Regions from separate parts of the Sus scrofa genome. Here region 1 is linked to region 2. A link is a contact called in public promoter capture Hi-C data. All regions are on one chromosome and are shown on one strand. Each heading gives the region's core, a stretch centred on a gene start, on an enhancer-like site or on the middle of the called end of the contact. The rest is flanking DNA. Distances are from core to core; before and after follow the strand shown.

Region 1 (2,814 bases), core at 37-2,536, 530 kb after region 2:
CCTTCAAGCTGTAGCCGTCCTGGTTTTTATGACAACGTATGAATTTTCTGCTTCTCCTCTTTTCTAGGAGCCTAGTGAACCACCTTAAAAACCGATTTTCAGCTTTGGCTTGGGTTAAATGTAGGGCATCTTTCTCTCACCTAATGAGGTGACCACATTGACTAGGTGTATTTTCTCTTCCCTTCATTGCACGTGGGTGAAAATACATCCCATCTTGGAAAACTTCAAAAAACTCTCTAGTTTCCAGTTCTCATTCCGGAAACAAACGACCCTTAGAGTCGAGAAAACGGCGGCTAAGATAAGTTTAGAGACACGGCTGGTGAGTGACGGGGCTGGGGCTTCCGCCCAAGCGTCAGTCCCCAGTTTCTCTGGGAGGCAGCCTCAGGTCCCCGCCGCTACCTCCGACTAGCAGCCCGAGCCGGCCCCCACCCCTCCACACCCACTCCGTTCCCTCCGAGACCCCCTCTCCGCAGGATGGTGTCCGGGTCTCAGACCCGCGCTGCTCAGCGACTCCTCCAGAAGCTGCCCGACGCCTGGCTTTGCCCCCTGAACTTCGAACCCCGACCAAAAGGCAAGGCGGCAGCTCACGGCGCGCAGCGGCCCCGGGTGCGAACGAATCTGAAATCGGGGCAGAACTCACCTGCCTCGCCTGCGCCGGGCGGGGCCTGGAGAACGTCCTGGGGGCTGCGGCGCGGGGCTCGGGAACGTGGAGGAGCGCTCCACCGGCGGCTGCCATGCCGGCAGAAAGGCGCGTCTGGGTCTCTCGAACCGGCCCCGCCGCTCGGCTCGGCCCCACGTGGGACGCGCGCGAGGACCCCGCGTAGCTGCCCCGCAGGGTCCTGCGCCCGCGCCCCTTCCGGGTCCCGGAAGGTCTGCAAACGCACGGCCCGCGCCGCTCGGGGCTGGGGCCGCAGCGCGTGGGGGGCTGCCCCGCTTGAGCCCCTCGTGGCCTGGCCTGCGGCAGAGGTGCCAAGTCCCACTCGACCCCAGAGTTCATGCTTGTGCAGCTCTTTGAATTCCTCCAGAAGAAAAGGCGTGCCTGGTCTAACCAGCATTCCTTCCTTTGCCACCGGGTTACTCTTTCCCCAGCATTTAGTTGCCCCGGGAGGTCCCTAAAGGGGCCTGGGGCTCGATCACCCGGTGGGGATCCTCGCGGCTGCGTGCCCCTTGCCCACCCGCGGTCCAGCCCGCGGAGGAGGCGCGTTTTTTACAGGCAGCGCCTTGGCCACCTGGCAGGGCTGGGTCGCCTAGCAACGGCGGGGTCCTTCCTGGCTCGGCGGCGCTCCGGGCCTAAGGGGAAGAAAACCGCCGCGGAGGGCGCTGGGGGCCGGCGGCCGCGGTGCAAGAGGCGGCAACCGGACGGCGACGCGGAGTTGGCGCGCCCGGGGTCCGGCTTCAGCCTCTGAGGGGAGATGAATACGGCCGACAAGGCCCGGGTGGGGCCCGCGGCCGACCGGCCTGCGCCGCCGAGGAAGAAGAGGGCGAGGCGGGCGGGAAGGGGCCGGTGGCGGACCCGGCCCCCGGGCCCAGCGCCGCGTTCCGCCTCCTGGTGACTCGGCGGGAGCCGGCCGTGAGGCTGCAGTATGCGGTGAGCGGCCTGGAGCCGCTGGCGTGGTCCGAGGACCACCGCGTGTCGGTGTCCACCGCCCGTAGCATCGCTGTGCTGGAGCTCATCTGCGACGTGCACAACCCGGGCCAGGACCTGGTTATCCACCGCACCTCCGTGCCCGCGCCTCTCAACAGCTGCCTCCTCAAAGTAAGTCATCCCCGGGCCCCAGCCCTGGGATCTCCTCCTACTCCCCTCCCGCGGCCGCGTCACCGGTCCCTGGGGAATCCCGACCCACGCCTAGTCCCGGGATTCCCCTCCTTGCACCCAGCGCTTGGGGATAAGCCGCTAGGGTCATCGTAGCTTAAAACAACAAACAACAAATCTAGCCTTTTGTGCTCCGTTTCCCGGATCTCACACTTCCTCCTGACACAAATACACGTGTATTTCGGGAGCTCCCTCTCGGAGCCAGCTTCTTCCCTCACCCCTGCGTCGGGCCGGCTGCTAGTGTAGATTTTCTTTCCTTGGTCTTTTCTGAGGCTCCACCCCCTGTTGACCCAACCCCAGACCTGCCTCGACCGTCGCTCCTATTGTCTGGGGCTTGCTCCCCGAGGACCTCGGCTGGCTTTGTTTACTGTGATGTGCCCTCTCCCTGCGCCTCTTTGGCTTTGGAGGAGAAAAATTGGCTTGCTCCATCGTCTTACCTGTTTCAGTGACTTTATTATGAAATGGTCCTTGTTTCTCATCTTGGGCAGATGGATAAATAAATATGGATGTAGGGGTTAGTACTCCAGTTTTTCTTCAATAATTGAAATTTTTTCGGATGTGGCATGAAAAAATAAGGCCTCTGGAAATTCTTAAACTTCAGTGCAGTTTTAAACTTCAAGCCCAAGATCTCCGTGTAGATTTAGTGCTTTTGGCTTCATATTAACAAAGTTTGCCTTCAGAACTTCAGGGCTCCTGAAGTTTTATTGTTTTATCATCACCATTTTCAATTTTTTTTTTTTTTTTTTTTTTTTTTTTTTGTCTTTTTAGGACCGCATCCTGGGCATATGGAGGTTCCCAGGCTAGGGGTCGAATCAGAGCTGTAGCCACTGACTTACACCACAGCCTCCTCAGATCTTTGCTGCATCTTCAACCTACACCACAACTCACAGCAATGCTGGATCCTTAACCCACTGATCGAGGCCAGGGATCGAACCCCCAACCTCATGGTTCCTAGTCGGATTCATTTCTGCTATGCCACGACGGGAACTCCCAAATTATTT
Region 2 (2,947 bases), core at 49-2,548:
ATCACAGGATGACTAGCTCCCCAAATGCCTTCCCCCCATGCTAAGGTCAGTTCGGAGAGGTCAAAGACAAAACTCCTGATATGTGAACCTCCCTGGATAGGACTGACTCCCATAAGGCAGGGAAGGCAAGTTCAGGACCTGACCAATTAAAAAGTGCATACTGGAGTTCCCTGGTGGCTCCGTGGGTTAAGGACCTGGCCGTTGTCACTGCTGTGGCGCAAGTTTGATTCCTGGCCTGGGAACTTTCACATGCCAAGGGCAAGGCCGGGGGAAAAAGTGACTACTAAGTGCCAGGCAGTTTACAAACATCCTCTCACTGCATTTCACTTATAAAGTAGACGTAAAGAAGGTGACTTGTAAGAAAAAGAAGAAATGTACCACCCTTGATGGTAGAGGACCACAAATTAATAACTGCTGGCAGGCAGGGGGAGGTTGACGCCTAAGTGATTAAGCTGGTTAAGGCAGAGATGAGGTCTCAGGAACGGGAGCAGAGAGAGTGGGAATGAAAGTACTGATCAGGTGGTTTCAGAGGAGGCAGGGGAAAAGAGGAAGATTAAAGCCTGTTTTGTCGTGTTTGGGGATGGGGTAGGAAGGAACTGATGACTTCCCGGTTCGGGGAGGAAAAAGCTAGGGCCAATCAGACGGAGTGCACCTGGGTTTGGGGCAGCGCTGAGCAGGTCCTGCTTGGGGTTATTTGATCAGAGACGGCGGGGCACAGAGGGCCCACAGGTGAGAACCCTGCCACGCTGAGACGAGGCGTGGAAGCTCCTGGACAGAGCATGTCCCCTCGTGAGGGACCTTAGGAGCACGAGGAGGGTCCAGGGCGGCGGGAGACAGCCAGGACCAGGACGCCAAGACAAGGGAGACGGGAAAGCGGGGGTGGAGGATGAGGTGGCCCCGAGGGGCGGGCAGAGCAGGAAGGGGGAGCGAGGGAGCAAGGAAAAGGGAGGGCAGCCGCGGACTAAGGAGACTCGCGCCGGGTCGGGACAGGGTGGGAGGTCCCCGACCCCGGTCCCTTCAGCCGGTACCTACTTGAGGTCCCGGTTGACTGAATGCAAGTTGTCCTGGAAGTGCGCAATGAAGGCCTTCTCCCGGCCCTCCAGCGTCTCCTTGTTGCGCATACCATCCTTCAGGCAGTCGAACACCCTGCTCACGCTGGAGCGCAGCGCCTGGATAGCACTGATGGCCTGGGAAAAGGCCTCCAGGTTCACGCCGACGCTCAGCACGTCCGCCATGTTGCCGCCGCCACAGCCGGCCCTACAAAGCCGGCTCCGCGAGCAAAAGGCGGCGCCCACTGATGACGCAAGTCCTCGATGGACTCTGGGAAATGTAGTTCTCGCCGGGCCGGGCTCACCGGGTGGTTCGTGAGGCCACTGTCCCAAAGAGGGTTTCCACTTTAAACGAATGCGTGGCCAGGGAAGTAATCACCCGGGTTTGAGGAAGTCGGGCTGCACTCTCGGCTCTCCTAATGGTGACAAGGAAATACACAAAGTTCCCTTGCTTCCCCAAACTTGCACTCTTGGGAGTCACATGGAAAGGAATTGCTCAGAACAATAAAGTGTCCATGGGGTAGACGGAATAAAATGAGCCCACACTCGTAAATGAATGAGGGAGAAGGGAAATTCCTTCCCCTCAGTAGAATGCCAGCTAATAAATGCGGAAAGAATAATGGAAAGAAAATCACCATTTGGCAACCGTTAGAATAATAATTGATTGAGATGGGAATCGAGGGAGGCTAGCGCGTAAAAGTGTGCGGCTTAACAGGATATTTACACGGTCTCAATGTATCATCCCACTAGAAACTTGTTGGCTAAGAAGAGAAAAAATAATGATCCAGTGATTTCAGTTCTGGCTGTACACTCAAAAGAAGGAAAAGTAGGGTCTGGAACGGATGCTTGTACACCCAAGTTCATGGCAGCCTCGTCCTCAGGAGCCAAAAGGCAAAAGCAACCCAAGTGTCCGCCGTGGGATGAATTCATAAACAACATGTGTGACATCTCCATGCAAGAGAATATTTATTCAGCCCTAAAATGGAGGGAAATTCTGGCACATGCTACAACATGGGTAAACCTTAAAGATGTTATACTTAAGTGAATTAAGTCAGGCACGAAAGGACAAGTACTGTATGTTTTCACTTACATGAGGTACCTAGAAGACTCAGATTCATAGAAACAAAGAGTAGAATGGTGGTTGCCTGGAGCTGTGGGAAGGGGAATGGGGAGTTGGCGTTTAACGGGCACAGGATTTCAGTGGGGGAAGATGAAAAAGTTCTGTGGATGGTGGTGGCAGTGGCGCAGCAGTGTGAATGCACTTACTGCTACAGAACTGGACACTTACAATGGTTGAAATGGTGATTTCATGTTATGTGTATTTTACCAGAATTTAATTCTGCGATGTAAGGGGGGTGTCGTTAATAGTGACTTCACAGTAGAGAAACCTGGCTGGCGCCATCTTAACAAGATGTGTAGGACAGAGCTACCCCCGGATAAAATGCACTGAACATGACTTCTGTGATATTCCTGCCAAAAATGCAAAACCTGAATCTGATCAAGACATCTGATGGCGCTCCCATTGTGGCGCAGTGATCTAAGAATCCAAATGCAGCGGTTTGGGTGGCTGCAGAGACACAAGTGCAATCCCCAGCCCATTGCAGTGGGTTAAAGGATCCAGCGTTGCAGCAGCTACGGCATTCCGCGTTGCAGCTGCAGCTCGGATTCAATCCCTGGCCCAAGAACTTCCATATGCTGCAGGTACAGCCATTAAAAAAAAAAAAAAAGAAAGAAAATGAGCTTTACAAAGACATTGAGCAAAGTAACTGAGCTACACTTTTCCACAAAACACTTGTGTCATGAAAGACAAAGGCCAGAGGAGCAGTTTCAGATGAAAGGAAACTAAAAAGGCATGAGCACTGAATGCATCTCATGATCTGGGACTTTCTTTGGCTGAC

What was found. Promoter capture Hi-C pulls out the DNA fragments that hold promoters and counts their contacts.
Region 1: a contact with region 2 is called in a promoter capture Hi-C map of liver, with 2.4 times the contacts expected there. The contact joins the promoter of GTF3C4 here to the promoter of MED27 in region 2. A contact is called at or near these places in 1 of 5 promoter capture datasets (liver) and 1 of 47 Hi-C or Micro-C datasets (heart right ventricle).

What each region holds. Positions count from the first base shown.
Region 1 is chr1:272,453,202-272,456,015 of Sscrofa11.1, forward strand. GTF3C4 (general transcription factor 3C polypeptide 4) reads left to right here and starts at 1,287. Exons shown (of 6, transcript XM_001929441.4): 1 at 1,287-1,467; 2 at 1,470-1,756. The coding sequence starts at 1,413. It overlaps DDX31 (probable ATP-dependent RNA helicase DDX31), which reads right to left and starts at 1,194. Exons shown (of 20, transcript XM_003122262.5): 1 at 641-1,194. The coding sequence starts at 997.
Region 2 is chr1:271,927,069-271,930,015 of Sscrofa11.1, forward strand. It overlaps MED27 (mediator complex subunit 27), which reads right to left and starts at 1,299. Exons shown (of 8, transcript NM_001001644.1): 1 at 1,033-1,299. The coding sequence starts at 1,235.